Linked DNA regions of Mus musculus: regions 1, 2, 3 and 5 are each linked to region 4. A link is a contact called in public ChIA-PET, Hi-C and HiChIP or PLAC-seq data. All regions are on one chromosome and are shown on one strand. The core of a region is the stretch at or near the end of the contact, and the rest is flanking DNA. Distances in the headings are between cores, read along the strand shown.

Region 1 (4,541 bases), core at 1,941-4,440, 740 kb after region 4:
CATGGAATTGGTGGACACTGAACTTTGCTCCTAGGGAGAACACCGGGCTCTCCTTGGTTTACAATGCAGTTTTGGGTGAGTGCCTGCTCCAAGGCGCTTTATGTAACAGCCTCGAGCCAGCCTCCAGGCAAGGGAAGCTTATCTGACACAGGTTTTTTTCTCTGCTATTCTGTATTCAGAGACACTGACTACACCAGAGCACTGTGCCCCAGGGCTGTTTTACACAGCAAGATAAGGACTCTACACTAAACACTAAAGACCTGCACGGACCAGATCCTGTTCGTAAGGGGAGGGATGTAACAAGGCAGCTGGATGAACCTGATGACACAAATATCCTGCGAGCTCTGCATGTCTACAAAAGATCCACAAATAGGAATGAGATTCTGGTTACAATGAAGCCCTAGTGAGTGGCTGCATCTGTTGACTAAGGAAGACCACAGTGGCTCCTGGGGGCTGGGCTCACATCCGAAGGGGACTATGCCTACCCAGATACATGACCCATCCCTTCCTTGGACTGGCTGAGTACCACCACCTAGCCCGCGCCAGCACAGCCCTCCACTCCTTCCCTAGCCAAAATCATGCAGTTCATAAGAACACGTGACCAGGAGTTCACCAGCCTCCACTAGTGGTTTTCAGAGAGGCCTGGTCTGGACGAGCTATTGATGTCACCCCCACTACTGCCAGGGCTGGGCGTGCCTGCCCCTGTGCTCACCTGTCCAGCTCTCCTCGAAGCCTCTGGTTCTCGCTCGTGGCAATGGCGTTGGTCTTCTGCTCCCGCTCAAGTGCCTCCCGCTCGGTGCTCAGTACTTTCTCCAGCTCCTCCAGCTCTGCCTTACGCTGCTGTAAGTCTCCGTGCCTAGTGGCGGAAGCATGGCCAGGCTTTATCTACCACAAGCAACTCACACTCCGGGAAACTGGAACATACCCTCTCAGAAAGAGGGGGGATTCCTCTGAAACCTTTTCTCTGGGGAGAGGTGAGAGGCTGGACGGCAGGGAAGCAAGAGAAATGTTGCCAGAGTGGGGTCGTCCATCACTGGCTCCCCCAGTGTCAGGTTCATCTTCTATTCCCTGTCATGGCCTGTCTCCTTTTGTAGGCCGCCCGAGAGCATTAGGGTTTTACTCTACACCTTTTAGAGACTTGTGCTACAAAGTGGCTCATTAAGAACCAGTAGATCTAAAGGAAACCACAGAATAAACAGCTAAATTCCGTGTATGAAGCAGCTAATCCCCCCTCACACCCTCCTGTATGGGAGCCCACATATCTGTTCCTGGCATTGGGAGTGGGTGGGTGAGACCTCCCTGCCATGATGAATTTTCTTTCTCACTCAATCCTTGCAGGTTGCACAGCTGCCACTGGGGGGCAGCATAGCACAAGGGTAGAAAAGTGACAAACCCTGACTGTCACCCTAGACTCTCCAAGTCAGTGAGAGGAGAGGCCTGAGGCAGGTTCCTCAATCATCCTGCTCAGAAATCTGCTCCCTCCCCCCTCCCCCACTTCTCTTCTGAGTTCATAGCAGTAGCACGGTTGGGGTCTCCAGTCTCTTCTCTAGTCCCACCCTCCACATCAGCTGCACCTGGATCATCTCACTGGAGCCCCAAGTAGGAAAGTCACTTAATGGCCAAAGTGCAGAGGTGGCCCCATCATGGTGGGGGATGAGATGAGAGAACCGTCGGGCTTCCACCTAAGTTAGTGATTGTGGGGGAATCATGGAGGTTGACAAATAAAGGCCACAGACTGACCAGCAGGGCTGCCTGCCTAATCCCTGCTCCCCGTGTGGCACTTCAGCAGGGCACACTCAGCCCACAGGCTTTTGGGGTCTGGCTTACTACCACTGAGCCTTTGACAAGACAGTAAGTTTATGGCAGGAGTCCAGTTAGGTAGCAGATGAGAACTCAGACTTTACTCAGTGCTGTGTGACAGACACTCACAGCCCAGTGCACAGACGGAAGGAGCCTCCAGCTATGTCCAGCCAAGGACACTAAGTAGCTGACAAGACAGGACTTTGGACCCTCAGTATGTGCGCTCAGGGATCTAGAACCCTCGGTGCATGGGCAGGAGCTCAGCCAACAGTGGGTGAATCAACGACACAGGAGCTCAGCCAACAGTGAGTGAATCAAGGACACACATCCCAGGACCTGGGATGCTATGGTGAAAAGTTAGCACATAGTATTTTTCAACATATGCAAAGTATACCTTTAAAAAAAAAAGAAAGAAAAGCACCTGGTGTGGATTAAAGGATGAAGGTAGTGTGGGCATCTGGGGGGGGCAGCTGAGGGCTCAGCTCCCTCCCTCCCTCTCTCGACCTTCCAACTGTGCTGAGATCAGAGGTGTGGGGTTACTCTGTGTTTTGTTGTACACGTTAAATACTTAACATAATGGGAGGATTTGGGTTGGTCCCCCCGCCCCGCCCCCTCCTTTAAGCAAGCATTCTAGCCTCAGACTTGGAAAAGGGATTCTGAAGTGTGGATAAACACAACCCTGCACAATGGTAGCCAGAATTTTCCCAAGGGTGTAGGTCAGACGGAGGAGGAAGGAGAAAGCATTCTTAGAGAATAGGTCTCCAAGTGTCTACACTGGGCCACCCAGAACCAGCGTGGGCCATGGCACTCCTTGGCCCCAGTGTCCCCTGCCACAATCCCCAGCTGGACAAACAAAAAGGAAGCAGAAGTTGCTAAAGGCTCTATTTCCTTCCCTTGAGAAAGCTCAGGTGCAAGCAACAATGCAGAGCAGCCTGCCAAGAGGAAATGTGGGGGAGAGACGAGATGCACTTGGCCCTTAGGAAAGTACCACAAGCTCTGTGACAGCCTAAGGGGCTCAACACAGCAGCTGCCTCCACCACAGGCCGTCTCCCCACACCAGCCTGCCTGTCCCCAGCCTCGGCCTCCCTTGCCTCCAGGCCCCCCCCCACCTCTCACCTCTCCCCCAGCTCCTTGTGCTCCAGCTCCAGGTTCCTGTGCAGCGTCTTCAGGCAGCTGTGCTGGCGGATGAGGGCCTCATACTCTGAGGACTGGCACTCGTACAGGGTGCCCAGGTGCTTGTGGTCCTGCAGCAGGGCTTCATAGACGGCTGCCAGCTGCTCCTGCTGCTGCTGCAGACCCTCGTGCTCGGCCTCCTTGGCAGCCTGCTGGCTCTGCAACACCGTGTACTGTGCACTGAGCGCTGCGTTCTGGGAACTCAGTGTGGAATTCTCCACCTGGAGGGAGAGCAGAGAGCCCTGCGAGTGATCAGGCCGAGGATGACCAGCAACAGCCAGCCTCAGAGGGACCTCAAGGCAGGCCAGCCGGGGACAGTGCTACCGGAACTTGAGGACTTGGCTTAGGAAGTGGGGCCAACATGGCAAAACGCTGGCTGCGAGAAGGATATCATCCTGAGCCAACTCCAGAAATCATGTCCTCCGTCTACGTGAGCCCCTTGCATGTCATTACTGATTATTTTTAAAGCCTATTTTCTTGAGTACCAGATAATACTGTCAACCAATTGATTTTTACATATTTATTTTTGTGCTGTTGGGGCCTGAACCAAGGACCTTGTGTACATGCTAAGCACTTTTATTAACGGGCCACATCTGACCACCTGAGTTTTTAAAGTATTCTAACACAACCCCAAGACATTAAAAACTGAACAGGGGCCAGAACTGCTCTTATATTAAAACCAGACAAAGACTTTTTCCAAAACAAAGTAACAAACCAACATCCTATTTTCTTATTTTAACAAAACAAACCCAACTTCTCTGCCAAGTAAGTTTCCTGTTTATTGTCTCTGCCCCATATGTAACTTTCCAACTTTTCCCAGAAATTACATTAATGAATAATTTTTCATTTCCCCATCACCTATAGACCACAGGATAAGCAGACTGAGGGGCTGGCCCTGCTGGCTGCTTCCAGCAGAGGGAAGCCAGGTCACAGCCTCATTTGCCCTCTATCAGCATAATACAGGTATACTGCACAGAAACTGTTCCACCAAGCTTAAAAAGAGACTGTATACATCTACGGTATACAGTAAGCCTCTTAGCAACCAGCCTGTCTCCAGGTCCCCCTGCCTGGCCTTGCAGCTCCCACGAGGCACCATTAGCGTCCTGCTACCTGCAGCTTCGCAGTCTGGGTCTGCAGCGTGGTGGTGTGCTCTTGCAGGAAGGCGCTCTGCTTCTGTAGGGTCAGGATCTGGCTGCTGAAGGACACGTTCTGAGTCTCCAAGTGCTGTAGTTGCTCCTTCAGCAGCTGCCTCTCGGCCTGAAGAGCTGCGTTCTAGGGGAGAAGCACGCGCCAGTTACACACAGCATGGTGAGCATAGGGCCTGGGGTTTTACTGAACCTTCAAGGGCAGAGGTAGCTGGGGGTCTTCAGGTACGGGAAGTTAATAGTTTCTGTCTTGGAAAAGGACAATGAATAGAATTTACAGAGACAATATAGGGACTACTGCCTGGGCCCTGGGGCATACAGGCACGAATGCCACTTACATGAGTCCCTTTGTTTCCTTTGGTGTGGAATACCCCAAAAGTACTTTTCTGTGAGCTGAAGCCACTCCCCCCACTGACTACAGAG
Region 2 (4,181 bases), core at 482-2,981, 650 kb after region 4:
GGGGGACCATTAATGCAAGACTGGGACTTGACCCAGTCTCAAAAATGAATCTAATAATTAATAAAACTAAGTCTTAGGAAGGAAAATGTGTGAAAATAAATAAGCCATAAGAATTACCCGAATCCCGGAGCCTGAGGTGTTGGCTCAGTTAGTTAAGTCCTTGCCAGGTCGGCAGCAGGAGGAGCTGGGTTCAGTCCCCAGCACACACAAGAAGCATGGCACAGCAGTGTGTGCCTGGGACTCCAGGACTAAGAAGGCACACAAGGGATCCTTGAGACGTTCTGGCCATTCAGCCGAGCCCAGCCAAATCAGTGAGCTCTGGGTTCAGCGAGAGACCCTGCCCCCAAAACCAAAACCAAAACCAAAACCAAAACAAAAAACTTTTAAATTTAAATTAATTGGAGAAAGCAACCAAAGACTCATGACCTCAGTCTCTGGCTTCCATGTGCACATTCACACAGACACATGCGCGAGAACACATACCATCACATACACCTATCCACACACTTTTTAAAACTACCAGAATCCGTTACAATCAATAAATTATCGATAGGCTTGTGTTTACCTTTAAAGTCTTTCTTTTAGCTCAAATCTTTGCATACAGGAACTCCACCATGATAGTATTTTGAGACTTTTAAAAATAACTGTAATTACTTTCCATACCGTGAAATAATTTTTTCACGACATCTACACACTGTTTATTTGTTTGAGACAGAGTCTCACTTTTTAGCCTGAGCTAGCCTTGAACTCCCTGCAATCCTCCTGCCTCAGTCTCCCCAGAGGAGAGCTGGATCCCAGGAATGAGTCACTCAGTTGACAGCATCCTTTTTAAAGGATCCATTGTGCGAACGTGCCACCGTTTGACTAATTATCCATCACTGGTACCTTAAACAATGCCACAGTTAACCCCCTTCTCACTGAATTTTACACATACCTACGACTACTTTATTTGGGATGCCAGACACCACATGGAAGAGGGAAAAAATCACCTTCCAGGCCCCAACTTCCAGCTCCTACTCCAGCAACCAGAAGGTGGGAATCTCTGTCCCCAGAGACGTCTTCCACCCAGGCTACCCTCCCTGTTATCCATGTAGAAGAAGCAAAGATAGGACTAACGACACACAGCTATCATGAGCCAGGTCCTGTATGGATTTACTCTCAGTCTAGAGCAGTTACTCCATAGTAGGGATCCAAAGCCAGCATTCTTCATGCTCTCTGTGACCCTCAACTGCAAGTCAACATCCCTTTAGCCTGCTCTAAAGGCAGCTCGGCTAGAGACACACTCTGCCTCTGTATGGCACTTGTGTAGAAGAGACCTGATGGTAGACAGAGGCATGCTGGTATGAAGAGTCAGGAAGTGGTGTTGCTCAGCTGGCCCGGCTGGGCAACCTTAGCACTAACTACTGTCCCTCATCTGTGTTCCCTGGGACTAACTGGGTTCCTCTACAGATAGCTCCCCACTTGCTCAACTTCTCCACTAGAGGGCAGTCAATACCTGACTCTATTATTGGAGGCACAGTTCAGAGGTGCAATGTAGTTGACACCCTAATAGGCAACTCTCCCTGTAACAGCATCCTGAATGACTTGAGAGTGTTCTGGGTCAACAGGGAGGGACTCTGCTTTACCCAGACACTTGGGGTCCCAGCAGCTCTGCCATCAGACCTGCTGTAGCTATCAATCAACATTTCGGACAAAAAGAGGGTAGGTGTGTTTGGAGAGGCACAGGAAAGGACAGGGCTAGGCTCAGCAGGGCACCCATCACTTCCTTATGTACCTTGAGACCAAACCAGTCTTGTGGCTAAGAGAGGGGTGGGAGTCAGAGGGACAAGAATGCATATGAACAGGTCAGACTGCCACACTCCTCCACGTGACTTCTGGACCAAAACCAACCGGAACTATCAGTGTATCCACCTTAAACACCATCACCTAGATATGTTACTTTATTTTTGTAATTTTAGGGAACCGAGGAATCGGGCACCTACTACTTAAAGATGAGCTACTGCAAGCTGCTTTGTCACTGTCTCATGCCCGCTCCGTACTCGTCACCACTGGATTCCCAACACATTTCAATCATGAGCCCCCAGAAGAGACAGATGGCCCACCAGGAGCCATCGCCTTAGCTGCCTTCCTACAGGCTCTGGGGAAGGAGACCGCCATGGTAGTAGACCAGAGAGCCTTGAACTTGCATATGAGGATTGTTGAAGACGCCATTAGGCAAGGTGAGCAGTGAGGTGGGGTCAAGCCATTTCCCCAAGCAGGTCTTCGTGGGCAGAGACTGGAAGAAAGCAATGTGCCAACCTTCAGCCAGGTACACAGCTCCAGGATGTGTCCTTGTAACAGGGTGCTTTATCTCCAAGCCTAGAACAACTTTGTTATAAGCAACAAGAGGTTCATTTTATAGAAAAAGATGTTGAGGTTTCAGAAAGCCCAAGTGATCTAATCAATCACGGTTGTCCACACGGTGACCATTTCCCCAACCACCTCCACCAGTCAGTGCACTGGAGGTCCAAAGCCATGTGAACCCAAGCCAGAACCCCATGCCATAAATCTTAGTGAACACTCAAAAATACACACACACACACACACACACACACACACACACACACACACACACTCCTCACTTTCCCTATCCCTTCCCTCAGCTTCCTGGCTCTGTCTCCCAGGAAACCACCTGCAGGGCAACCAGAATGTTTAAGGATAGAGGCAGGTTGTTTGTTCTGTGGAAAAGGAGGCTGAGACCAGTTACATGTGACCTCTATGGGGGAAGCTCTCGGAAGACCACTGTGGGGATGACAGGGATGAAGCTAGGGTTTCACCTTGGGTTCCCTCACAAAAAGAAAGGAGAGGAGGCACCAAGGAATACTAGACAGATCAGCAAGTGAGGCCAGAAAACTGCCGGACACGTGACTGTGTCAAGCTCTGCTCCAGGGCCAACAGAAGGTTCCACCTGACTCTCCTCTGTGGCTATGTTTAGCAGAATCCTTTCTCCCCTCTCATGGGCAGGAGCCCAGCAAGGATTGTACTCCATAGCTCTGAGGAGGGAGCCACATCTCTCTGACCCTCCGTGACAGGGGTTTCTGACCCTCCTTGACAGGGGCTTTGTGTGTCCTTTCTCAGATATGTGCCTCATGTTGCCTGGCTGGGCTCCCTGGTACCCATTCCCCTGACTAGCATCTGACACAGTGCAGCCAGGGGGGGTGAAGGTTGGCTTCACTCAGCACCCACTTTCACCAGACCCCAGCCAGGAAATTGACAGACCATCATGGTGCCACCCCAGCAATGTGACTAGGTGGCCATTACTCTACAGAGGAGGCGCTCAGGATGCTCATGTGGTTTGTTCACGGTCACATACCTCTAAGCCCTGAGTCCAGGGATACTGCCCAGGGTGCCCTGTTGGCCATCTTTCCTTCTCCTTGAAGATTTGCCCTGAGCCTGTGAAAAAGCCACGATTCTTCCCCTAACTGCTAAGAGATAGATGAATGAAAACCAGATGATTTTCATTTGGGGAGATATGTATATTATTTTCCACATAATCTACAATAATGTGTGTTATTTGTGATCACAAAATGTTTTTTGACAATCAATTTCACTTTGTAATCACTATCATACAAGTACCAACCTACCGTTGGTGGCCTTAATTGCAACCAGGGGATCCTGAGAGGAGAAGTAGGGCAGAAAGACCAGGAGCAAAAGAGACTCACAGGCAGCTGTGAGCATAGCACAGTGCGAACTGACTCTCAAGGAGACAGCTCAGCTTGTTTAATAGGGGGTGGGGGGAGAACAGAGGCTACTTAAACCTTTGGAGGTGGGACAAGGCTTTAGGGTGAGTGTATATTGTTGGCCCAGGCCAGGGTGCTGGGGATGCTTCATTTGCATAAAGAAGAATTCCAGGTGCTGCTGGACATGACCTTATAAGGGAAGAGAAAGTTTAACCTGGCTTGAGGGCTATGTGACCTCTTGGGGGAGGGAGAGGGGGGGGGTGCAGGACTACATGTGCCAGGTCATGCAGGCCCAGGGTGGAGTGGGGAAGCAATCCAAGTCCTGCCCATGTCAGAATGAGATTTCTAGGGTTTGGACATGCCTCAACCTCACTCTTGCTTGGAGCCTGCTATGCCCGTCCCATGACTCCCTAGCCCCACACTAACCCAAGTCTCTGGAACTCTGCCTCAGTTGTTATTGCT
Region 3 (4,575 bases), core at 1,270-3,769, 680 kb after region 4:
CCACCAGAGCCCTGGACACTGAGACCAGATGAATTCCAGGAATGGAGACTCCATCCCTAGATGCATAAAGCAGTTGGTTCAGCTTCTGGCTTTCTCTAGAACACAAGCTGGTGGGAAGCAGCAGATGGAGATGTGCTCTGTGCTGAGGCTCTCTCCTACTCTCTTCGGGCCAACCCACAGTCCTGTGTAAACAGGAAGATGAGTCCTTGTATTACTAAGCAACACTGGGGAGTAAAAAAGGAATTTTAATGGCTTCTGTCACCTTCAGTCCAAACCAGATGGACGTTTGCTCCCAGTCCTTCTCTTAGGAGAGAAAGCAGGATTAATCCTTAATAATATTCTTGCTTAGTCTGTTTGGAAGAAAGAGCTATTCTTCCATAACACTCCAAAACTCCAGGAGCCTGATCCATAGAGGGATTAAGTGGTCAAAATCAAATTTATGCTTCAATAGGATGTGGGCGATCCTTAGTGATAAACACGGAGTCTGATGCTGGTGAGAGGATGCCCCGGCAGACAGAGGTTGTCAACAAGCAAGGTGGGCGGCTGCAAGCAAAACCAGTTGGTTCTGGGGAAATGCCAGAGATGAGTGAAACAGGCTCTTCTTCTGGTCTGATGGGGGCTCACCCTTGCGGGGGGGGGGGGGGAGGGGTCAGGGGGGGTCGGGGTTGGGGAGATACTCAATATGCAGAGTCCCATGTGGTCAAAGACAGAGGGAGTCTTGTTCGCTAAACCACAGGGCTGGGTGTTGTCCTTAAAAGTCCCAGGGTGAATCTACAACACCACCTGCACAGATGCATCCAGGGTAGCTTTGCAACATGCTGCATGGATGTATGGGCTTTGCCATGCTGCACGGATTCATGGGCTTTGCCATGAGGCAGAAGAGAAAACTCTACTGTCCTTGTGGCTTGGGCTTAACCACTTGTTAGGCACTCAAATGCAACCCCCATCTTGCCCTTGGATCTTTCTATTTGGGGTCTTTCAAGGACACACCTGATCTTCCTGGTGTGGGTGGAGTCTCTGCCTATAAGGACTGCACACACTCTGCTATGATTGGCTACTTTGTTTTATTTGCTGACTGAAGTCACTACATAAACCCACCTCACAGTCCAACACAGGGATACTTGGCATAAGAGAGAAAACAATACAAAAATACAGCACTCCTTAGTAAGGGGAGCTGGGCTTAGCTTGCTCCAGTCCAAGCCAGTGAGAATCCAGAATTTCAGGTCAAACAGGGGAAATACTGTGGGATGAGGAGGCACAGAACACTTAGCTATCACCATTGGCCTGTAAGGACCGAGGCTGGGGAAGGTGTAGGTCTTTCTGGCATGCAGCCATCTCTGCCAACTCTCCTATACCAAAATGCAGCTTAAGCCAAACCTGTGGTCACGAGACATGATTGTGTGTGTGTGTGTGTGTGTGTGTGTGTGTGGTTAGTTCATTGCACTTAGGAACTCTGGGAAACTGTCACTGTCACACTCCTCTCAAAAGCTGCTGGATGCTCTATGGTGCATGGGGAGAAGGGTAGGAATTACTGACAACAGATACATGATCCTAGTTAGTATCAATGTCTTGGCATACAGTTGCCATGGACACCCTGCCATTTTTTTTATATTCTCCCTCTTTCTTCTCCCTTAGGCTCTCAGGTCTGACACTTAGACTAGACGGACACAAAAAGCTAATTAGGGCTGGGCAGTGGTGGCGCACGCCTTTAATCCTAACACTTGGGAGGCAGAGGCAGGCGGATTTCTGAGTTCGAAGCCAGCCTGGTCTACAGAGTGAGTTCCAAGACAGCCAGGGCTACACAGAGAAACCCTGTGTGCCAGGAACTTGGCTAAGGACGCAGTTTTAGGCCTAAGTCTTCTTATTAAGCTTTAGTACGATGTTTTGAGGGCCCCTGACATCTCTCCGGCATCCCTGGGGTTTCTTTGCCATCAGCCCTTGGGGGTGGGGCCCTGTTCCATAAGTTCTGTAAAGTGAGACGTGCCTGATGCTGGGGTTTCTTCCCTGACTGCCTCTCTGCTGTTATCCCTAGCCACCAACCCCGCCCCTGTTCTTCACCTTAACCAGTCCTCTGGCCTAGACTAGTTTAGAGGCAAGCTCAAATACTGATGGTGGCTATATAGCTTCCTGTGTCACACAAGACCATAGCACACTTGGGCTGGTATCGTCTGTGACAACAGGGGCACTGGAAGGCTTGGCAGGTGACCACGCAGGGTCCTACCCTCCTCTCCGCACCCCAGGCCTGCTGCTCTTTGCAAATCTCCTGGAAGTGACGATGCCGACTCCCTCCCATCTGCAGCCCAGGCGGCCACCAAGAACATGGGAGGAGACAGGGCTCATTCACACAGTCAGCAGTGCCCAGGCTCAGGACACGGAGCAGGTTTCCAGGGGCCAGAGGGACCTGGCTGTGGCCCAAACCATGGTTCCTTCCTGAGGAGAGAGGCACCCGTACATGGTAAAGTGGGAGACAGCCACCATGCAAGCTCCCGACCACAAGGCCTGTTGGTGAAAGCTCAGGGCCTAACTTAGCCTCATACACGTGACTCAAGCTAGGCCAACCCCACTGTGGAGGGCCCTCCCACTCCCAGTGAGCTAGGGGTCTGGAAGGCTGAGTGGAGCTTGGTTAACAATTCAGGTTCCTCGCCCTGGGCCCCACTTTTCCCAGAGGCCTCAGGGGCACCCAGAGGGTAGGCCTCCCTGGCCCTGCTTGTCCTAGAGCAGGTAAGGACAGCTAGGCAGGCTCCTCGGAGGCGGGCTAGGTCCCTGTGAGTGGTCTCACTGACAAAGCAGTACAGCACCGGGTCAGCTACACAGTTGAAGCTGGTGAGGAGGAGGGAGAAGTGATAGACGTTGAAGATGCTCTTGGCAAACTCACAGTTTCTCTCCCAGAGGCTGCGTACCAGCAGCAGCACGTGGTAGGGTAGAAAGCAAGCCAGGAAGATGACCACGGTGCTGAGCACCAGCCGCTGAATCTGGTCCTTGCGGCTCTTCTGTGTGCCGTGGCTGCGGCGCACAGCCCGCAGGATGCCCTGGTAGGAGGCCAGCAGCAGGCAGATGGGGAAGAGAAAGCCCACCAGGAAGCGGTAGTAGTTGATGCTACGCTGCCAGGCCTGGATAGGGTAATGCTCAAAGCAGACTCGGTGCTGGTCCTCGTCCTCAATGACCTCCTTGTGATTGAGGAAGTAGATGCTGGTCAGCAGCTCCTTGGCCCAGATGAGCACACTGACACCCACGGCTGCCTTCAGGGTGCGGAACTGGTGGAAGCGGAAGGGGTGGGCCACAGCCAGGTAGCGGTCGATGGAGATGCAGCAGAGGAAGCCCACGCTGATGTAAATGTTCTCATAGAGGAGGATGCCACACACCTGGCAGGATAGGTCACCATGGGACCAGTCGTCGTGCTGAAGCACGTACTGCAGCCAGAAGGGAAGTGAACAGATATAGAACAGGTCTGCAATGGTCAGGTTACACAGGTACACTCCCAGCTCATTCCGGGCCTTGATCTGCAAGTACCCGAAGTAGAGGGACAGGCAGTTGGCTGGGAAGCCCACCACCAGCACGGTCACATAGACCACTGGGGCTAGTGTCTGGTGGATGGTGTGGTCGATGGGGCAAGATAGTGAGGAGTTTTCTGTAGTGATGTTCCCCATCTTTGGGCCAGAAGGAGCCTTATTCCTCATGGGCTTGGAGATGGAGCCAATCCCTCTCTTGCCATCTTGTTTATAGAAGGTGATGCAAATGTATCAGGATCTAGGCATCACTGGTGGTAGGCGGACCCCCTAGAAGTGAAGGTGGAAAAGACTTTGAATAATCACAGCTACCGTTTATGTGACACCTGTCATTATCAGGCACTGTTCTATATGCTATATTCATTTAAACTCTGGACCAGGCCGGGCAGTGGTGGCGCACATTCCAAAACACCAATGTGCAGCTTATGGCTCCCTGTCTCTGCCTTCCCTTATTTATCTCCTCATTCCCTTATTTATTTTACTAGCCCCCTGGTACAAGCAATGGAGGTAAGGAGGAGATCCTGGCTCTCCAAAGGAGACTGGAGGCAAGAACATTTTAAACCTGAACGCAGCGTAAGGGCTTTGTCATCTTACACAGCAGTAACAATCATAGGACTGGACAAACTAGGCCAACCAATGAGGCCACAGCCATTCCAGGGACTTCTCCCCAGGGCATCAGAAGAAAAAACGCCTTGCTCTGCATCCTTCTGTGCTTTGGCAAGGAATAAAGGATAGTTTCTCATCACAGGGCCCGGCCTGAGTTCCTGGGTTACCTCAATGGATCTTGGGCTAGGTTCTGGACTAGAGATCAAAACAATTGATTGTCAAGCCAAGGCCAGGCACTTGTGTAAGTTTGTGAGTCAGTAACCTTTTCTGAGCCTCAGTTTCCTCATCTGGAATTTGAGGATTAAAAACACCTTCCCTGGAGCTGGAGAGATGGCCCAGTGGTTAAGAGCACCGACTGCTCTTCCAGAGGGTCCCGAGTTCAAATCCCAGCAACTACATGGTGGCTCACAACCATCTGTAATGGAAAACCAAAACCTTCCCTTTTGGTCAGTGTCAGGAGGGT
Region 4 (3,953 bases), core at 1,052-3,551:
GAACTACTTTCTTTAAATATCACAGAATGTTCCATAGGCTTTTGGGTTCTTAGTATATTATGGCATTTTTATGTGGCTTTTAAAAATCGCTGACCTCTTCATAAATTAAGACATTAATTCACTGGGACACGAACATTCAGTGGACCTATGTTGTCAGACAGAAAACCTGACGTATGAAGTAGTCAAGTCTCTAACATTGTATCTTTAAATTTTCAGATACTGATTTCACTAATATACAATCTAATATTAGAGCCCTGAGCAAAGGCTCACGCTCTAGTTTATGCCCAATCACCGCCTCACAGGAAGATCCTGGGCAAGTCACTTGACCTTCTTATATTTCAGTGTGTGAAACTAGCCATAAAACTGTGCAAAGCATGACCTCATTACAAACCCACTACACTTGAAAGCTAAGACGCGCTTTGATATGTTAAAGAATTCCAAAAGAGCACTCATTTGTAAAATATAAACAAACAGAAAATTGTTCTATGATGATTAAGATAATCCTAAGGTGAATAGCACTTAGCAAGTAAAGTCATGAAAAGGTTTCAGAGCACTTTATTCAGTGAATTTGTTAAATGACACAGGAAAGTATTGGACAGGTTTTGCAAAACCATAGATTGTAGCTATGTAACCAAAATAACTATAAGGGATGGAAGACTACCAGAAACAAAAGGACCCCAGTAATTAAACATATTTTCATTTTTAGGACATCATTTCTCCCTTGTCACTGCATACCAAATGTTAAAATGCACTTAGCTAACTTCCTTAGGAAGTCTGACAAAAAAAAAAAATCCAAATTCCTTTAGTAATCATTAGTTATAATAATGAGCTTGGCTATGTAGACCTGTAATTCATTGGATTATTGACTATGCTTTAAACTGAATTTTTATTAGTCTCTTTTCTGTGAACATAGGGATATTATGTGTCTGACTGTGAATGGTTTTTAAACCATTTGCAAGAGGGCCAGCAGTACCCTTGGGGGGGGGGGGCTGCCTGCTACAGCTTCTCCTTAAACAGCAGGTTAACCCTTTCTGTAGCATTCTAGGAAGAACAAATTGAAGCGCAGTCCCACAGCTGCTGACATACTGTCTGAGGTGATCCTAAGAAGTCCTCTGGCGTTTGCAATGTTCAGGGACATTTTTGAATCTTTTAAAACACCTATCTGCAAACTTTGACAAAGCCAGAAAAGAAAGGTAACTAGTCTTTCCAGAGAGGAGCATGCTAATCACACATTTTGCCACAATTTCTGAAAGAAGAAACAACCTGCAGCTTGTCCTGGCCTTGCAAACAAAAGATCAAATTCTGCGCTTTGTCTTGGCAAGAAACGAAACTGCAGCATTTTGTTAAGATTTTCTTCTTCTTCTTTTAAGTTCCAGGCTCCAAACTAAGACCTGAAACAGTTTTTGGTCGTCCCTGTCCCCACCCCCACCCTAGTTTACAGAAGAACAAAGAATAGTAAATTTAAAGGTTAAAACATTATTTAAGGACTATAATTAAGATTGTAATTAAGATAGTGGAGCACCCTACTAGAATCAATTGGCTGCACAAGTTCCAGCTGTAATCAGAGTGATCCTGTGTATCTTTCCCCTTCTTTGTATATATCAATTTATGAATTTCCAGGACCAGGACAATTAGGAAAAACTCAAAAGCGTGGGCTCTGAGGGCGACATAAGCCGCTCACTACGTTAATTTTGGAAGCAGGCCTAATAGAATTTGCCACAGGAAATAAGGAACAAACCTAGCAAGGGACAACTCTTCAAGCATCTTTAAAATTTTAGTAGGTATGTAAAAACACGAAAACTAGACTGGTTGAGCGTGTCAACACCACACAGACCTAGCAACTGAGCTTCTAACTGTGCCTCGGACAGTTCTCCAAAATGAGAAAAGTAACATTATCTGACCAATTTCTTCCCCAAGGCCAACCACCGTGTCCTCAACACAGTCCTCTCGCCTCTACAGCTAAGGTTGGATTCCGCCTCCCCGCGGCTGTCCTCAGCCCCTAGATCTCCTCCAGGTCCTCCCCTGTGGGGGACCCAGGATTGGTGGCTCTGCAACCTCGAAGCCACCAGGAGTGGTGGGAGGGGGGACACACAGGTGAAGTGGGGCTGAGTGACGGACACGCGCCTGGAAGCCCGGGACGGCCCCCCAGATTTCGCTACGCAGGCATTCCAGCTCTAGAGGACTCTTGCAGCAACAGACCAGCACCCTCGCTCAGGTCTCCGACTCCCCAGTGACCCCTGCCCGCGTAATGGGCCCGCCGCGCCGGGCGCGCCTGGGGGGCGGAGCCTTGCGGTGAGGTCCGGCTGCCGCAGCGCCGCCCTGCGCGAGGCGGTACTGCCGCGGCGGAGGGATACCGCGCACCGTATATATATCGCGGCACACAGGCTCGCGCTACGGCAGTGGTGCTGGGAGTCTCGTGTCCGTGGTGCCGTTACTCGAAGTCGGGCGGCGGCTGAGGCTCAGCGCACAACGCAGGTAGCGCGTTAGCAGCAGCAGAAGCGGAGGCACCTCGGCGGTCACAGCCCCTGCGCTGGTGCAGCCACCCTCGCCTGCTCCGTTCTTCCTTCCTTCGCTCGCACCATGGTAGGTTGGGATCGGCAGTGGCAGACGTAGCAGCTGCCCGAGCTTTCTGAACAGATTTGTAGTTGAGTCTTGGGGTCTCCCCCTTTTCCTGGTTGAGGTTACCCCCTACCCCATTTTGCCAGGTGTTACGCAGCAGCTGCAGTGAAAGGGGATGTATTTTCGGGTTTGCATCTCCGCTCTGGCTGCCAGAGAACCTCCTCTGAGTTTTGGGCGCCTCTGGGGCTGGACTCTACAGTGGGCTGTGCGCGGGCTGGAGCCGCTGCCACAGCTGCACCGGGGCCTTCCGCATCCACCCCCTCCGCCAGCCCCGCACCCACTGCATCCAACGCGCCGCACCCGGGCTGCCTGCAGCGCAGCGCCTCGGCCGGGGCCAGCGGGGCGGGGGAGCCGGGCGGGGCAGGCCGCGACGTCCCGGTAGTCAGTCCCCGACCGCGGAGAATGAATGGGTCGCGGCGAGCCGGGAGACGTACAGGGCTTGGACCGCGGCCTCGGGGTGTCCTCAGCCACCTTCAGACCCCCTGACCAGCCCAGTCGGGAGTCCCCCCTCGCTTGCGGTCCCCTCCTTCCTCCCGGGGGGCGCGGCGCGGGCGTGAGCTGGGAAGGAAGGAGCCGGGGAAGGGTGGGGTTGGGGGCAGGAAGGCGAAGGCTGGGGGGCGGAGAGGGCGGAAGCGGCCGCCCTGCGCCCGGGCGGGGCCCCGCAGGGTGGCCGCGCGCGTGGCTGGGCCGTGCGACCTCGGTCCCCCTCCCGGTGCCGCGCGAGACGGGCGCGATCGCTCGTGTCCGCGGGGAGGCCCCTTCCCGCGGGAGGTGCTCGGCTCGCGCTAATTGGGGCGGCAGGGCGGGGGAGGAGAGAGTTGGCGCGCTCCTCGGTTTCCATTAGAGACGCAAAGTTTCTGCTGGGGAGGAGGCGGCGGCAGGCTCAGTGCCTGGGGGAGCAGGAGCGGTGGGAGGTGCTGGAGATAGGCAGCACCACGGTCCTGGGGCCCCTTTGGGTCTTCACCCTAGTGCGGCCCCTCGCCCGGCATGCCCCTTGTCTCTCGCTGCTCCCTGGGCGGCAGGGAGATGCCCATCTGTACGTTTCCGCTTTCTCTGCCGCCTCTGGATTGCCAGATGCGAATATGTGGTTGGCCGTGTGCGTGTGCCGTAGCCCCCTTCTCCCTCGCCAGGCAGAGCTGACATCACCAGCAGCACCTTCAGCCCTGGCAAGGTGGCTAGGTCGTTCTCGGCAGGTTCTGGAACGCCTTTGACCCAAAGCCAGAATGACTTGGGGTTGAGGTGGGGGAGTCGTTGTCCCGAAGGTAGATGCACTTGACAGGCCTCTAGTCAGAGAATTTTCCCGAGGAGGTGGAACTCCTCTCCTTGGTGAGCTG
Region 5 (4,326 bases), core at 337-2,836, 700 kb after region 4:
GATGCTAAGCCCCTGGAGATCTCAGCTTAACAGTCCTTCTGACTCTAGTCCCTGTCCGATAAATCTCTTCCTTTTGTGTGCCTTTCAACAAGAAGCTGCAGCAGAGAGAGGGTGGGGAGGGGAATTCTCAGAGTTGGCATCTATGTGGAGGTGCAAGCTTTGCCTGTGTGTGGTCTCATCGCTACACTAGAGAGTGAGCTCTAGAGGCAAGTCTCTTTTCTTAGAAGGGTCAACTGAAGTTTGAAAGGAGGGCATTCGGACCAGCAATGCACATGGCGTGCATGTAGCCCCCTGGGGAGTAGAAAGGAGAGAAAGGGTGAAGAAACAAATTTAAAAAAAAAAAGAGGAAGAGGAGCCCCAAACTCTAATGAACAGAAGTGGCTTTAAATGAGCCATGAAGTTCTGGAACTGGCCAGGGAACTGAAAGAGGTCCCTATACAGCCGGCCCAGCCCACTGAGCTCAGGAAATTCCCCTCTCCCTCTGGGTTGAGAGGTGGAGATGCAGGCAGGGGGCCAAAAGAATGAAGCAGGTCGTAGCCTTGACTATATGATTTGTGTCAGATGGGAGGGCAAGCGACTGCCACATGCCACCTCATTAAACTCTAGGGTTGATTCATCTACCCACAGGTATCCTTCCCAACCCCCTCACAGCAAGACATGCCCAAGGCCTCTGGCACATTGGCACCAAACCAGTGCTGAACCCCAGAAGGCTTGCTGCCTTAGCGCCTGTCACGCTTTCGTCCACCTGTTCCTTCATCCAGACCTGGGACACAGCTTTTTCTCCCGGACATTTGATTCCCAGAGGGGATTTAAGCGTTCAGACCAGCAAGTGTTATTATTGCTCCTGCTGACTGGCAGTGGGCCAGCTCCACCCAACCTCCCCTCCCCGCCCTACCCCCCAGAGCAGAAGGTAAGGACATGAGAATTGTTTGGGTCTCAGCGTTTGAGCTCTGAGCCTGTTGGAAGAAGGGCCACGAAGACTCGAGTGTGAATAGAAAAGGACCCCAATGCAATCTTTAGATCACCAGAACTGGGTAAATGAAGGGTTAGAGGTCTCATACTTTTTTTTGAGGGTGAAGAAATTACCAGGTGGCCACGGAGCCAGCCGCGGGGGCGGCTGCTAAACCCAGTGGCGACCACATAAAGAGACACTGGACCCAGGAGAGGGACCCGGGGCGCTGGCGCTCCAGGGCAGACATTCCCTGCTGACTTCGGTCACAGTCAATTCTGCGGGTTCACCGCACGCATACGGTGGTGTTTGGGGGTGTGCCCGCCTCTTGTGCCGCCGCTCCCGCATCCTTTGCTGGCCGGCCCGGAGCGCAAGCACACCCGACCCTGCGCTCCGGAGCAGGACTCAGAACCCAGCAGACCTCGCTTCTCCCGACCCTGGTAAGCCAGCGACCAGTAACCATGGCAAAAGGAAGGAGCCTGGCTCGCGGGAACACATACCTGTGCAGCGACAGTCTGGGACGCGGGCCTGATGTCCTCTGGTGCAGTGCGTGCGCCTCCTGGAAAGGCTGGGGACTCCTGCAAGGCACGCAGGTCCCTTTCTCCTAGCCACTCTGGGCCACGTTGTGCGAGATTCCTCCCGCTCCCAACCCTAGTCAGGCACAGCCAGACCTGTCGGTCCACGCCCTGCAGCTCACACTGACCGCAAGCCACAGATGAGGCGCCTGCTAGAAGGGCCGAGGTGGCCTGAGCGCTCGCCGGTCCCGGAGGTGCAGCACCCCCATCCCCCTCCCTGCTAGCATCCTGACCTAGAGACTGGCTCTGCGGAAGAAGCCAAGCTGCTGAAGCACTAGGGGACTTCTTCAGCCACAGGCGCTCCCAGGGACGCTGAAACCCAACGTGGGAAGCTGGGAGGAAGGTAGAGAGCCTTTCTGCGTTCATCTTCGGTCTCTAACGTATCCACTCATTAAATGAGGTGGGTGTCACAGTTCTGGGCCTTTCTCTACCTGCTGGAAGCTTGGGGCTTAGCCTCTGGATCCCAGACCCTGTCCCAGAGCCAGCGGGTATAGTCAAGGACATAATGAATGACCTTCTCTGGTTTTATGGAAACATCAAGGAAAACTTACTGTCCTCTGCCCTACATACTGCCCTAAACACTAATAGCAAATAGTCACAGTTTGCCTTGTTATACGCACCTAAACGTGTTGATTTGATTAACTCTACGAGGCAAGTGCTACTATTTTTCCCATTTATAATGGAGAGAAATTGAGGCACGAGAGGACAAATAGCTTGCCCGAGGCCACCCACTTACTTAATGAAGCCTTTGAGATTCAAATCTACATCCCACCCTATGCCACCTTGTATCTAGGTCTCTCACAAGTGCATACCTGGGCTCCTGTGGGTCTTACCCCCACCCCCACCCCCCGCCCCCCACCCCCCACCCCCAAGACCCTTTGCCTCTGCCTCTCATTTTCTGAACTTTCCCAGTTTGGGCTGGTGACTTCACTGATACACTTCCCAGAGGTCTTCACACTGCCTGGTAGGATTGCTGGCATGCAGTTGCCTGTCTGCGAGACCCATGCTTGAATCTATGAAATAAATGTCTGAACCGGTTGGTGGGGGGTCTGCAAAGCTCAAGTCTGAGACAGGGAGACAGGGTAGAGATGGAGTGCAAACCGAGGTGTAGACTAGAGAGGGACAGAGTAGATCTATGTCAGTGGCTGCCAAGCCCTTTGGGTAGCTCAGGGTGCTAGGATGTAGTCTTTAGGTCAGTAGTTCTCAACCTTCCTAATGCTGTGACCTACCCCCCAATCATAAAATTATTTTCATTGATACTTCATGACTGTAATTTTGCGACTGTACGAATCATAATGTAAATATCTGTGTTTTCCCCAATGGTCTGAGATGACCCCTGTGAAAAGGTCACTCAATCCTATAGGGGTGGAGACACACAGGCTGAGAACTACTGCTCTAGGTGGGACTTTTCACAGAAGGCAGAAGGTACAAGAGCAGCCAAAATAGCGGGGGTGGGGTGGGGGGTGTTTCTCTTCTGGTGCTGACAGAGACTGGCTCAGCCTGCTCTCTGGTTCCCATTGTGAAGTCCCTCCTTTTTGAAAAATGTTCACAAATGGAATTTTCCAGAATAAACTATCTGTGCCTGAAAATGTTCATCGTTGTTTTTTTTTTTTCCTAATTTGTATTCGTATGTGTGAGTGTAGTGAACGTTGTAAATCTTGTGTGTGGTGTGCATACATGCATGTACTTCTGTGTGTGGAGGGCACCCCGCCTGGTTTTTTGAGACAAGGTCTTTCCCTGAGTTCAAAGCTCACCACCTTCTAGACTGGTTGGCTAGAGAGCCCCAGGGATTACCTACATGTCTGTCACCTCCCCACCCACACACACACACCACTTCACCTCCACCTCCCCACACCACCCCCCCTCCCCGATTCCTCCACCCCTGCCTTTCTTTTTGTTTAAATTGTCATTCTGAATATAGCTAAGAGTTCGGGTTAGAAAGCCAGAGCACCTGGCTTTAAATTCCAGCCCTTCATACTGACAGGGTGACCTTCGCTCAGTCTTTTACCATTTTGTGAGCCTTTCCCTGCCTGAAGATGGGGACACTACCTAAGAGAGGGTCGGTCATGTCACATGAGTTAAACCAAGGGTCGCCTTCTCAGCTCAAGACTCTGCACACAGCAATGAACATTTAATCCATGCCAATTGATATTGCTATTCAACATTCCAGATACCCCTTTCTTCTCTTGGTTTCTAAAACAGGGTCTCCTGAGAAGTCCGAGCTAGACAGGAGTGTATATGATCATCCTGCCTCTGCCCCCCCGCCCCCCCCAGTGCTGATTAAAGGCGTGTGCCGCCACCGCATGGCTTCCTGCTATGTTTTTTGGTGTTTCCTGTATCCTTAGAGCTTACACCTGAGTTTTATTGCAATGAGTCTCATTCTCTCCATCTCATAGACTGAAAAACAGAGGTGCTGCAAACTTCCTAAGTGCATGCCCAGCTGGATGCTATGGGAGCTCAGAATCCTAAAACTGTTTCATTCAATAATGTTTCACCTCTGTCCCTCCCTCCAGGAAAGAACACTGTTTTAAAGCCCACTGTCAGCTGGCTATCTGTGCTTCCGACTCTCTGGAGTTCAGCCATGATGTGGCAATAGTTTGCTATAAAGTGAACCCCACATTGCTCTCATGCCTCACAGCTCCTATGGTGCTATGAATAACCTACATAAACTCTGGTTGATGGTCCCTGGCTCGGGGTAGCTCTCCTTAGTGGTCCTGTCTTCAAGTTTCTATCTCATAGTCTCTGTTCTCATTGTCTCATAGTCCAAACAACATCTTGTGCCTCTGGATACCTATATACTCT

Evidence for each region. Hi-C and Micro-C count contacts between places; a contact is called where the count stands out from the background. ChIA-PET counts read pairs in DNA pulled down with a chosen protein or histone mark. HiChIP or PLAC-seq counts read pairs in DNA pulled down with a chosen protein or histone mark.
Region 1: a contact with region 4 is called in an H3K4me3 HiChIP or PLAC-seq map of forebrain, with 3 times the contacts expected there. The contact joins the promoter of A630072L19Rik here to the promoter of Calm1 in region 4. A contact is called at or near these places in 12 of 39 promoter capture datasets (the 3T3-L1 cell line, the C10 cell line, the HPC-7 cell line and 7 more), 1 of 15 datasets of contacts at CTCF or cohesin (large pre-B cells), 4 of 115 datasets of contacts at active chromatin or transcription factors (embryonic forebrain, forebrain, large pre-B cells and 1 more) and 1 of 9 other capture datasets (liver).
Region 2: a contact with region 4 is called in a Hi-C map of rod photoreceptor, with 5 times the contacts expected there. The contact joins the enhancer-like site here to the promoter of Calm1 in region 4. A contact is called at or near these places in 8 of 39 promoter capture datasets (the C10 cell line, embryonic stem cells, frontonasal cranial neural crest and 4 more), 1 of 15 datasets of contacts at CTCF or cohesin (the NIH/3T3 cell line), 7 of 484 Hi-C or Micro-C datasets (CD4 T cells, the G1E-ER4 cell line, cerebral cortex and 4 more), 11 of 115 datasets of contacts at active chromatin or transcription factors (the 230-238 cell line, T-cell acute lymphoblastic leukemia, cardiomyocytes and 8 more) and 1 of 9 other capture datasets (embryonic stem cells).
Region 3: an H3K4me3 HiChIP or PLAC-seq map of bone marrow-derived macrophages shows a contact between it and region 4, with 5 times the contacts expected there. The contact joins the enhancer-like site here to the promoter of Calm1 in region 4. A contact is called at or near these places in 4 of 115 datasets of contacts at active chromatin or transcription factors (bone marrow-derived macrophages, large pre-B cells, memory CD8 T cells and 1 more) and 2 of 9 other capture datasets (liver and pancreatic islet).
Region 5: an RNA polymerase II ChIA-PET map of memory CD8 T cells shows a contact between it and region 4, with 247 read pairs. The contact joins the promoter of Gpr68 here to the promoter of Calm1 in region 4. A contact is called at or near these places in 5 of 39 promoter capture datasets (HPC-7-derived erythroid cells, embryonic stem cells, liver and 1 more), 1 of 15 datasets of contacts at CTCF or cohesin (large pre-B cells), 11 of 115 datasets of contacts at active chromatin or transcription factors (SST interneurons, effector CD8 T cells, embryonic basal ganglia and 7 more) and 1 of 9 other capture datasets (embryonic stem cells).

The regions. Positions count from the first base shown.
Region 1 is chr12:100,934,914-100,939,454 of GRCm38.p6, forward strand. It overlaps A630072L19Rik (a long non-coding RNA gene), which reads left to right and starts at 3,191. Exons shown (of 5, transcript XR_003950128.1): 1 at 3,191-3,738; 2 at 3,838-4,541. Ccdc88c (coiled-coil domain containing 88C) reads right to left here. Exons shown (of 30, transcript NM_026681.5): 19 at 4,084-4,245; 20 at 2,917-3,194; 21 at 713-856.
Region 2 is chr12:100,848,155-100,852,335 of GRCm38.p6, forward strand. It overlaps Dglucy (D-glutamate cyclase), which reads left to right. Exons shown (of 13, transcript NM_145448.5): 8 at 1,959-2,219. Among named protein-coding and RNA genes, the nearest start is that of Gm36572, 43 kb to the right of the region's middle. Within about 2 kb of position 1,732, at least 18 of the 459 cell types and tissues checked have an H3K27ac peak or open chromatin away from gene starts, as enhancers often do. A contact at or near this core is called in rod photoreceptor, where this site is marked.
Region 3 is chr12:100,875,637-100,880,211 of GRCm38.p6, forward strand. It overlaps Gpr68 (G protein-coupled receptor 68), which reads right to left. Exons shown (of 3, transcript NM_001177674.2): 3 at 1,046-3,776. The coding sequence starts at 3,647. The coding sequence ends at 2,550. Among named protein-coding and RNA genes, the nearest start is that of Gm36572, 16 kb to the right of the region's middle. Within about 2 kb of position 2,520, at least 48 of the 459 cell types and tissues checked have an H3K27ac peak or open chromatin away from gene starts, as enhancers often do. A contact at or near this core is called in bone marrow-derived macrophages and memory CD8 T cells, where this site is marked.
Region 4 is chr12:100,197,134-100,201,086 of GRCm38.p6, forward strand. Calm1 (calmodulin 1) reads left to right here and starts at 2,302. Exons shown (of 6, transcript NM_009790.5): 1 at 2,302-2,583. The coding sequence starts at 2,581.
Region 5 is chr12:100,897,794-100,902,119 of GRCm38.p6, forward strand. Gpr68 (G protein-coupled receptor 68) reads right to left here and starts at 1,587. Exons shown (of 3, transcript NM_001177674.2): 1 at 1,450-1,587. Gm36572 (a long non-coding RNA gene) reads left to right here. Exons shown (of 5, transcript XR_381840.4): 3 at 628-1,924.